2 separate regions of the Mus musculus genome follow, and region 1 is linked to region 2. A link is a contact called in public HiChIP or PLAC-seq data. All regions are on one chromosome and are shown on one strand. The core of a region is the stretch at or near the end of the contact, and the rest is flanking DNA. Distances in the headings are between cores, read along the strand shown. Region 1 holds the start of Stox2 (storkhead box 2). Region 2 overlaps Enpp6 (ectonucleotide pyrophosphatase/phosphodiesterase 6).

Region 1 (5,440 bases), core at 1,755-4,254, 230 kb after region 2:
TCTTGCAGGCTTGTGAGAGAACTGATAGCCACCTGCCCTCGAACAGCTCCACATTTGGGGTCAATTCTGAATTCTGGGGTGGGTATGGAGGGCAGGAAAGAGAGAGGTTTGCTGAGTGAGGATGCAGTGAGGGAGGGAAGCCTGGAATTAACTGAACTCTCTTGTGTACATGAGGCCTATGGGCATGGTGTTCGAGGGTAGAGTTGGATCTAGGTGTACAGTGCATTGACTGGACATGAGCCTAAAGAATAGAACAACCGCAGCCGCCACTTAAATTACTTAATCATAAACTATGCTTGTTACTTCCTTCCCAAAACTGGTTTGTCACAAGAGAGAAAATCCAGGGAGTGTGATTGCCAAAATAGCATGCAACATCCTTATATTACCTGATTTTGAAATAAAAGGGATAGCTACTTTGAGGCTTTTTCTGGGAATGGAGACGTGGTCACAGTACATTTTTAAAGTGTGAGACACTGACCCCAATTTAAAAGGATTTGCTATTCAGGGAGAAAGTAAGGCTTGACTATAAGTACCAACCACAAGCTTAAAACAATCTCCCCAGTTAAGACAGGGTTTAGAGTGGTTTGGTCTCCACGCTTCCACGACATTGCATTTAAAAGCAAATTCTTTCCAGAATGAAACATTTTTCACACCCTTACTTGTAAGGGACACAAAATGCAAGGTTCGCAGGATTTCCCCCTTCAGCATCCCTGGTCCAGTATCACAAGCCAGTGAATGGGATTCAAAGAAAACCAGCTCATTCCAGGAGGCTCTGAGCAGTCACCGCTTTCTCACAAGAAACCTATTTTTTGAAGCCTTCAATTCTAGGACCATTGTGTTTGCCCTTCCCATCCGGCATGCAAAACACGATACAGCCTCCATTCCATCCACAGCACTGATGCAAGCTATGCTAAGTCCACGCGCAATCGTGCGAGCGTTCCGTATGCAAACACACCACGACTCCCTCCCCAAGCTTTCAATGAGCTCCACGGCATAGCTCCTGCATACAAATTGAAACAGACTCAGACGGACATGGGCAGAGCTTCCCCCTGCCTCGAATCTCCAGAACGGTGCAAAGAACCTGTTCCTTTTTTTAAAAGGGGGGGAGGGAGTGTTTAAATATCCTCTAAGCCATAATGCAGGCAGGCCCAGGCGAACCTGGTATTGCGGGCAACCCTGGACTAAGGCTCGCCTTTCACAAAGCTCAGGGAAGGCTGCAGCCATCCTATCTCCCTGCAGACCAGATGCTCAGCTCAATCCCCCTCCCCGATTTTTACCTAAAGAATAGCTCTCCAACCCCATATTGAGAGGGCCTGCTGTGGATCTTACAGAGGTACAAAATGGTGGATGGGAGCTAATTTTTCCCTGCTCTCCCCATACATAACTCGGCACATCCATCACCGCAGGTCCTCCTCTACCCCAAACCCTCAACTAGCCGCGGCGCAGCAATCACAGGCGGCGGCTGAACCGTGCTTTACCAACCTGATGTCATGTAGCCCCTAGAAGCCTGGGGCGCGAAGGCCGCGGGGAAGCGCTTGTGCAGGCGGTAGTCCTTCTCGCTGCGGGACCTCATGCGGTCCGAGGCCCGGTCCGAGAAATCCGAGCTAGGCCAGGCTCGCCGCAAGGTTGTGCTCCGGGTCTTCTTCATGGTGGGAAAGGGCGACCCTGGTGCCCCGATAGTAGGGCCTCAGCGCCAGGGCGCAGCGCGCTGCTTCATCCGTCTACCGAGGCCACGACCCGGGAGGACTCTGCGCACATTTTTTCCCCCAGCCCCTCTTCTCGTCGGTGTCTACACCGCCGGCGGCAGGTCCGGCCCTCCCCACGCCCCCCCACACCCCCACGGAGAAGGCTCGGATTTTACACTCGTCCCACAATGCATTCCACTTCATTTGCAATCCGCCGGGCTTCCAGCTTCCAGATTCCTGAGGGGGAAGGCACGTTGGGAGGCTCGGCGGCCGGGAGGGGGCGGCCCGGGTGGGGGCGCCGAGACTTGCAGCGTGGAAGCAATGGGAGCGCAGACAATGGCCCGATTCAGCGCAGGAGTGCTTAGCCAACTGTGCGCCACAGCACAAAAGACCCAAACAAATGAGGAAGCCGAGGCCTCCGGGGGCCGACCCGGGATCGCACGCCCCGGCAGCTTGACCGGTGGGCGGCAGCCCCAACCGCACTAGGAGGCTTCAGCGCGAGGCGTGGGGATGACAGCGTCCGAGTCGCGTCCCCCTGGACCTCCCAGCCGCGAGGGCCGCAGTCCCCGGCGCCCGCTGTCTCTGCTTCTCTCTCGCAGTCCTCGGGAGGCAGTCTTCATTCCAGAGGCTCGAACGGGGGGCGCACGGGAGCACCGGGACCGCCGCTGCGACAACGCAGGAAGAGCCCCGTTGGGTGCTGGCGACCGCGGCGCGCCGTCAGGCTTCCTCCTTCCGAGGCTGGCGGGGGCGCGGGAGGGTGGGGGCGCGTGCCGACACGCGTGGGTCCCCCGCCGCAGGCATACTCTTACTCACGGGCCGCGGTGGCTGCGGAGCCCGGCGATCGGCCCCCGCGCGAGGCCATCGCGGCTCGGGGACTAGCGCGTTGCGCTCTGGCACCGCCGAAAGCGGGACGGCTACCCAGTGTCATGCTAATCTCGGGGCAGCGCGGAGGCTCGGCGTAGATCCCCGCAGCAAAGCCCCAGCGGCGACGGCGACGGCGGCGGCGGCGGCGGCGGCGCGGGGCCTGGGCCCTGCGGATGACACCGCGCGGATCGTTCCACGTCTTTCCGATGGTCCCTCCCCCTCGCTCCGAGGGCTAGCCTTCGTGGGAACGCGCTGATCTGCGGCGCCCGGCCTGGTCCACCTGCGCCCAGCCGGAGACGCGGGGCGCCGCGAACGCGCGGGGACGCCAGGCCCACGCCGACTGCCACGCGCCAACGGCCTGCGCCCTCTGCGATCCTGAGTGGAAGTCACTCCCCAATGGCCTGGTTGCGCTGGCGGGCCCGGGGCCTCTGCACCGCCGGGCCCTGCACAGCTGCTTATGGTCCAAGCACCAATCGCTGCAGGACAGCGGTGCGCGCGGAGGAGGGGGCGCGGGCCAGACGCGAGGTCACGCCGAGTTAAAGGCGCCCGGCCTGGCCGCCAGCCCCGCCACGCGCCGCCACTCCCATTCTTATCCACCACTCTCACCTCCCCATTTGGGTTGCCAAAAATGCGTTTTGAGCTCTAAACAAGGAGAATAAACTTGATTGCCTCTGGAGGTGATCTGTCATTTCCCGTTTGAGCTGGGTGGTTTTTTTTTTTTTTTTTCTTTCTTTCTTTCTTTTTTTTTTTTTTCCTTTTCTTTAATGCATCTGTGACAACGAGACGTTCCCAATCATTTTTAAAGGTGGCATTCCACGCTGATGGGTGACAAGATGCAGAGCCAGCAATAGGAAGCCTTCATGGAAACGTGTATTCAGCAGTCGGAGGGCCCTAAAGGGTTAAGATTCAGGAAGCTCTGGCAAGACATCCAGGAGGCAGAAAGGCAATGAGATCTAGAAGGGAGGCCATCATCCATCTCCAGTATGTGGCTTGGTAATACATAGCCAGAACAACCTCTCTGTGGATACCAAGGGGGTGGGGATAAAAAGCCACAAGTCGCATATAAAACCTATAACTACATCAAGCAATATTAATTACTAACTACAAACCTATTAGCTAAATGTTTAGCGACCTCCTTTTAGATTCAAGACAAGCCTTTAAAAGGTACCCTTTGCTAAAATGGCAAGGAACAGAAAGACGACTGGTTTAGAAGATCAATGTGTAAAGGGCCATAGAGGTGAATTTTTTGTTAATGTTTTCACGAATGGGCGTTACTGACATTCAGGTATCTCAAATCAACAAAACATCAGTTCTCAAGACACCAAAATGGTCACACAAATTTTTGCAGTAATTATGACTTAAGAGGGATTGTGATCATGTGACAACTTTGGTATTCATTCACTGAGCAGATTAAATAGGCAACATACCAAATATGGTCCCATGCAATGAATGGTCCAGCAGAAAAGAAATGCAGGAAGCTGAGTTAAAGCCAAAAGTTGTGCCACATTTTATAAAGATGCATTAACCTCTGTGAGGCATGCCAGTAGCTGGGGCCTAGAGCATGAAGAGCCCCTCAAAGAGTGAAGGGATTGGTGTCCAGGGCCATGGGAACAAGTGCGACGGTCCTGAAGTCTAAACCAGTCTTGGTTTCTGTTGGAAGAAATGCAAGAAGGCCAGTATGGCTGGAGTCAGAGCTGAACAGGAAAGCCGTGGGCGGTGAGGTCAGAGAGAGGGAGCGTAGATCATGCAGGGACTTGCTAGCCATGTTCAAAGTTTTATTTCCTACTCTTGATGGACTGGGGGCCACAGAAGAACTCAAAGCAAAAATACAGCCATAATTTTATAATTTCTATATAGAAGGAGTTTAGAGGGTATAATATAAGGCAGGGGCTAGTTGGTAATTACATGTAATATGTTTTTAAAAAATGATCATGTTCACACTGTGAAAGGATGAGTGGGGCTGGTATACATTTGAAGAGGAGAGCTACATCTGGTCTCAGTCGCTTGTGACAACAGACCTTGCAGGGAACTGAGAGCATCCACTGGCCAAGCAGCCACACCAGGCACCTAAGAAGCAGGCAGCAAACATGCCAGGGTTCTCAGAACCCAGATGATGCATGAAGCAGGTATGGTAGCCGCTGCCACCCACCCACCCCCACCACTGTCAGTAACTGACTCACCCACGTCAGCTAACAATGCGCAATGGTCATCCCAAGAGAACGGATGAGTGCAGCCACTGGGAAAGTCGGGTTCATCATGTCCATTCATCTGTGCTATGGGAAAGACTGCTTTGTTCATGGGACCCCGGGATTCCCCAGCCACAGCGCCTAGCCGCCAAGTCCTCCTAGAGCCATAGCGTATCCTAGTCATGAACTATCTATTTACCAAGTCAGCCCATTGTTGGGAACCCCAATATTCAATCTGAGAAATTCACAACTAAGATTTAATTGCTAGGGATTCAGTTCAGCTACAAGAATGGGGAGTTGAGTTATAAAACCACAACCCACGTAAAAAGCCAGGTGTGCGCTTGTAAACCCAGCACTTGGAGGGGCAGAGACTAGAGGATCACTGGGGCTCCCCAGTCAGCCAGTCTGTAATCCTCAAAGATACAGATCCAGGTCAGACCAGAGACATTGTCTCAAAACAAAACAAAACAAAACACCAAAAAAGCCACTGACAGCATCCGGGAACAGTGCCTAAAATGAACCTCTGGCCTCCACCTGTGCATGTACCTCCAACCCACCCACACAAACACACACATACACAAATTCACATGCACATGTAGACGCACACACACAGGCATACACAGATACCTATACATAAACACGCTGCATAGCCATACATATAACAATGGCCAAGCAAGTCCAATTTCTAAAATTAAAGTTTTAATC
Region 2 (5,238 bases), core at 1,063-3,562:
AGTTCTGTCTGAGCCACAGGGAGAGCTCAAGGTCAGTTTTTAAGTATCTTAGTAAGTAAGGAGTCTTAATGATAAAGGACCTGCCAATCATCATGGGTAGGGCCCAAGGTTAATGCTCACAATGGGAAATTACAATAGCATACTGACAAATAACATAGAAAACCAAAGAAAGCAAGATCTGGGCAGCCGCAGCAGGGGAACACCAGCTAAGAACTTTGGTTGACCTCTCAACTATTGCATACAGCTCCAGAGGAGTTCCTTTGGCCACCTCAACTCTCAGAACTCCAGCCACTGTTGAAGATAATAAAGGAACGGATGGATGGCAAGATAATTCCTCCCACCTGGCAAAGGAAGCCAGTTCAAGTATCTTGGCTGGGTTCCTCTTCTCTATGAACAGGCTAAGAAGAGTGGAGAAGCTCGCTCCTATTCAGTAGGGATGAAACTCTCCTACCTGCTAAACCTATACACTCAGGCAAAGTGATAAAGCCAAGCGGAAGAAGGCATTTCATCTCCCTCCCTCCCTCTCTCCCTCCCTTCATTCCTCCCTCCCTTCCTCCATCCCTCCATCCCTTCCTTCTTTCCTTGTGTCCTTCTCTTTTGCTCTGTGTCCAACACTATACCAGCAGCTCATTTAGCACCCAAATGGCAGTATATTAGTTGCTTTTCAGTTGTGCAATAAAACACCATGACCAAGACAACTTATAGAACAAAGAATTTATTTGGTTTGGGGTTTTATACAATTAGAGTCCATAATGGCAGACACTGAATGGCAGCAGGGAGTACACGTGGTGGCTGAAGTAGAGACCTGCAAGCTGAGAGTGCATATGGCAACCACTATCACAGAGTAGAGAGGATGAACTGAAAACAGGGGAGGATTTTACTCTTAAAACCCATAGCTGCTGATACACTTTCTCCAGCAAGGCCATACCACGTAGACCTCCCTAAACATCACCATCAGCCGGGGGGTGGGGTGGGGTGGGGGGGTGGTCATGTTTTCAAATACATGAGACTACTGGACACATTTATTATTCAAGTCACTGTAGGTCGGTTTTGCAAACAGAGAAACAGGGGTATAGGGATAATTTTCCCATTCATCAGAGATATCCTTATTGAGAAGGGAAGCCAGAATCTGAAACCACATTTGTGCCCAAGGTAATTTTCACAAACTACCATGTACTCGTTCTGTTTTTGAGACTTCTCTTAGTTAGGGTCTTACTGCTGTGAACGGACAACGTGACCAAAGCAACTCTTCAAAAGAACATTTAACTGGGGCTGGCTTATGCTTCAGAGGTTCAGTCCATTATCATCAAGGTGGGAGCATGGCAGCATCCAGGCAGGCATGGTACAGGAGGAGCTGAGAGCTCTACATCTTCATCTGAAAGCTGCTAGCTGTATCTGACTTCCAGGCAGCTACAATGAGAGACTTATAGCCCACACCCACAGTGACATACCTACTCCAACAGGGCCTAACCTTCTAATCCTGCCACACCTGCTAATCCCTGGGCCGTGCATATACAAACCATCACAAGACTTATGCCAAGATTCAAATCAACTTACTACTGATAGGGTGAGAATATCAAGGCATCTTGGAGGATATGAGAAAGCAAAACTGACCACAAAGGATGCTGAGGAATGAAGAGATACAGATATTGTCATATGTAGAAATATCAATAACATTGAGAATAATAAAACCATAATTTCAGGTTTCCAGCCCCCCACCAAAAATTTTTTAAATGTTATCTTAAAGGTTTCCTGCTAGCTACCAGCTAGGTTTGCAGAAATCTGAATGGTAACGGTGAATGAAGTCTTGTATCTTTTAAACTAGTGTATTGGACAGTGCCCCAACATGATACTGAAAGGACACACTGTCATTTCAGGGTCCTTCTTTTAAAACGATAAATCATCTTTCTTAACAGTCAAGAACTAACCATACCTTTACATCGCTTCCATTTCCCTCTGCCCAATTCTTCTCTCCTCCCAACGTACTTCAGTAAGAAAAATGGATACGACATTGTGAACTTTTTATACTGCAGAGCAATCTAGACAGAATTATAAGGTGATAGGAGACTTGGGTGTCCCTGAAACGCTGGGGTTGGAGGCCCCCTGCAGCTTTCTGAGACTAGGTTTGATAGCCACATGTCCTTCTGGCATGGTTCCTGAACCTCAAAGCTGTAAATGGCCAATAGCAGACACAGAATCTGCGTCACCTAACCCTATGACAAACGAGCTGACCTGTGATAGAGACCAGACCCACATCGGAAACAGCTGGCTACCAAAAATTTATCTGCTAAACTCCAAGCAGGCAAGAGCTGTCAGCCCTGGGAGACTTCAGTCCCTAATGAATCAATGAAATCTTAACCTAGAAAGCTCTCACATGTGTACTCCCCGTAACACAAGCATCCCAAATCAAGTGTTCCTGGCATCTGAGGTTGACAGCTTCCTGAAACAATGCCATCAGGTCAATTGTGACACTTTCCAGCTTTCTAACCACATAGAGATTTTCCAATGTGATAAACAGCCTTAGAGAAACCAGCCCGTTCTAAAGTGCCCTACAAATATTCTGCAATACAATGGGTATTAAAATGAAGAGACCTGGGAGTAGTTTATTAAACTTCAATGCCACAGTAAGCCTCACTTTAGTGAGTCGCCAATGTATTAAGTGGGATTTTCCAACACATGTAGGGCCCATGCTGGAAGTGTGGACTCCTAAACAGATGATATAGTGAGTGAACCAGCACATCTGGAATGCCTAAGGTGCACATCTGGAGTGCCTAAGATGCCAGGAGATAAAGCAGATAAATGTGGAGGCTTATCTGCAGGACAGATTTTATGGACGGTTTCATTGTGTTCAGATGTAATGATGGAGGAAGATCCCAGAGCCCAGAGCCTTACCAGTCATGGACCATGAGCGAATTTCAGCATATGGATGAAATCATATTACCTATTACTAACTTCTCCCCACCACCTCCACACTTGTAGGGCCCTAGAGGGACCTTTCGTACCTGACCCTGTACAGACGCAGAGGCAGTCTGAATTAGTCATTCTCACATTAGGGTGTACAAATAATAGCATTTGTGAGAAAAATCTAAATACTAACATAACCCAATTCGTATTATGGAGGAGGTGGTGACAGGGCCTATTAATGAGGGGTCAGTTTGTTTTGTTCTAAAAAGAGAAAAGAACATTTGACTAACAATTTCACTTCTCTAAAAACTAGAGTTTTCTCAGGGCTGCAAATGATGTACACCCCAGAGTGCTCAGAAGAACATGAGGGTATCAATAACTGGTACGTGGCCATAAAGAAGAGGATACCAGGCAGAGACGGCTCTGAAGTCTCTTCCCTAGTTGGGAAGATGGAGTAGATGCAGATAGGCATTTAAAGGCCCAGTTACATTTGTAAGTTTCAGCTCTGTCTCAGAGATCTGCCAGGGAGTGAGAATCTCCCAGAACTCTCTGAATTCTGCTTCTTCGTGCACAAATCTATAAATGCTCTTCTGTGAGGACACTTGTCCCTAAAGCTCCAGGCCTGGAAACGGTTACATACAGATACACAGAGTATCTAGGTGACAATGAGGGTGTCTCTGAATGTCCTTTCCTGTAGCCAGCTCTGGGAGTTAGTGTAAGTCATACAACAGAGCAATGACTTCCAAAGGTCACTTGGGCTGTTTGGGATGGATCCCCTTTGTCATGGGCTATTGACTTGACCCTTAGCAATAACCGTGGTCATGTTCTAGGGACCTGGGCTTAAATCCTGGCTTCATCTTATGATACTTATGAATGTTTAAAACTCTCTTGAATGCTAGAGCTTGTCCAGCATGCACGTAGCCCCAAGCTTGATACCCCAAAACCATATAAACTGAGATACACAGCTGAAATCCCAGGGCCTGGGAAAACTAGAGGCAGGGGGATCAAAAGTTCAAGGTTGTCTTTGTCTATATGATTCAAAGCCAGCCTGGAATACATGAATATTTATGACGATGGTGGTGGTGGTGGTGGTGGTGGTGGTGGTGGTGGTGGTGGTGGTGATGGTGGTGGTGGTGGAGGTGGTGGTGCAGAAATACAGTGCACAGCCATAGTCAATAGCTCATTAGTGAGCACTTGCTTTTATGCACTTAGCTGACTGCTGTTCACTCTTACCATGTGCAAAATGTTAAGCTTGGGTTGCGATACCATGGAGAATGAATTACCATTCCTGATGTGAAAGCATCTCATAATCTAGAGAGAGAAGGGTACACCTAAAAAAAGCCTAGAAGTGAGCATATAGTCTTGGGAGCACACGGCAGGGTCATCTGACCTGACCTCAAGACACCAGAGGGGGCTTCCTGGGGGAGGCAGCAGCTGCCACACATCTGAACAAGGAACGGATACCGTATGACTCGGTCCAAGGAAACTAGGTCCTCTGAGCCAGATGAGAATGTTTCTGTCCTGGAGAATAGCAAGACCCAAGGCCCTGCCCGCTCAGAGACTACACTCTTCCATTGCTTGGGCTGGTAAGACCATATCAAAGGAAAAGAGGATGTGGTGTATATGTGTCTATGCATCCAGCTGTCGGCATTTGTGTGTTGTACACAGATGTGCTTAAAGTCAAGTTTTTTTCAAGAGAAATAAGGCAGTTTGACAAGAAATCTACCTCTTTTTAAAAATGTTATTTTACACTCCAGATTTTATTCCACCCCCTGTCCACCCCCGCCCCCAACTGGTCCACATTCCATACCTCCTCCCCACCCTCCACCCCACCTGATCTCTAAACTCCCTGGGGTCTCCAGTCTCTTGAGGATTACTTACATCATCTCTGAGTGAACACAGACCTGAAAGTCCTCTACTGTATGTGTGTTGGAGGCCTCATATCAGCTGATGTATGCTGCCTGTTTGTTGGTCCAGTGTTTGAGAGATCTCAGAGGTCCAGATTAATTGAGACTGCTGGTCCTCCTACAGGATCGATCACCCTCCTCCTCAGCTTCTTTCCACCTTCCCTAATTCAACAACAGAGGTCAGTTGCTTCTGTCCATTGGTTGGGTGCAAATATCTGCATCTGACTTTCAGCTGCTTGTTGGGTCTTCCAGAGTGTGGTCATGCTAGGTTCCTTTTTGTGAGCATTCCATAGCCTCAATAATAGTATCAGGTCTTGAGGCCTCCCCTTGAGCTGGATCCTACTTTGGGTCTGTCGCTGGACCTTCTTTTCCTCAGGCTTCTCTCCGTTTTCATCCCTGTAATTCTTTCAGACAGGAACAATTATGG

Evidence for each region. HiChIP or PLAC-seq counts read pairs in DNA pulled down with a chosen protein or histone mark.
Region 1: a contact with region 2 is called in an H3K4me3 HiChIP or PLAC-seq map of embryonic limb bud, with 2.4 times the contacts expected there. The contact joins the promoter of Stox2 here to the enhancer-like site in region 2. A contact is called at or near these places in 1 of 484 Hi-C or Micro-C datasets (the N1E-115 cell line), 11 of 115 datasets of contacts at active chromatin or transcription factors (bone marrow-derived dendritic cells, craniofacial prominence, embryonic basal ganglia and 7 more) and 3 of 9 other capture datasets (adipose tissue, liver and pancreatic islet).

Annotation. Positions count from the first base shown.
Region 1 is chr8:47,286,398-47,291,837 of GRCm38.p6, forward strand. It overlaps Stox2 (storkhead box 2), which reads right to left and starts at 3,005. Exons shown (of 4, transcript NM_001114311.1): 1 at 1,483-3,005. The coding sequence starts at 1,648.
Region 2 is chr8:47,059,104-47,064,341 of GRCm38.p6, forward strand. All of the region lies in intron 3 of Enpp6 (ectonucleotide pyrophosphatase/phosphodiesterase 6), which reads left to right. Among named protein-coding and RNA genes, the nearest start is that of Gm31231, 21 kb to the right of the region's middle. Within about 2 kb of position 2,313, at least 7 of the 459 cell types and tissues checked have an H3K27ac peak or open chromatin away from gene starts, as enhancers often do. A contact at or near this core is called in embryonic limb bud, where this site is marked.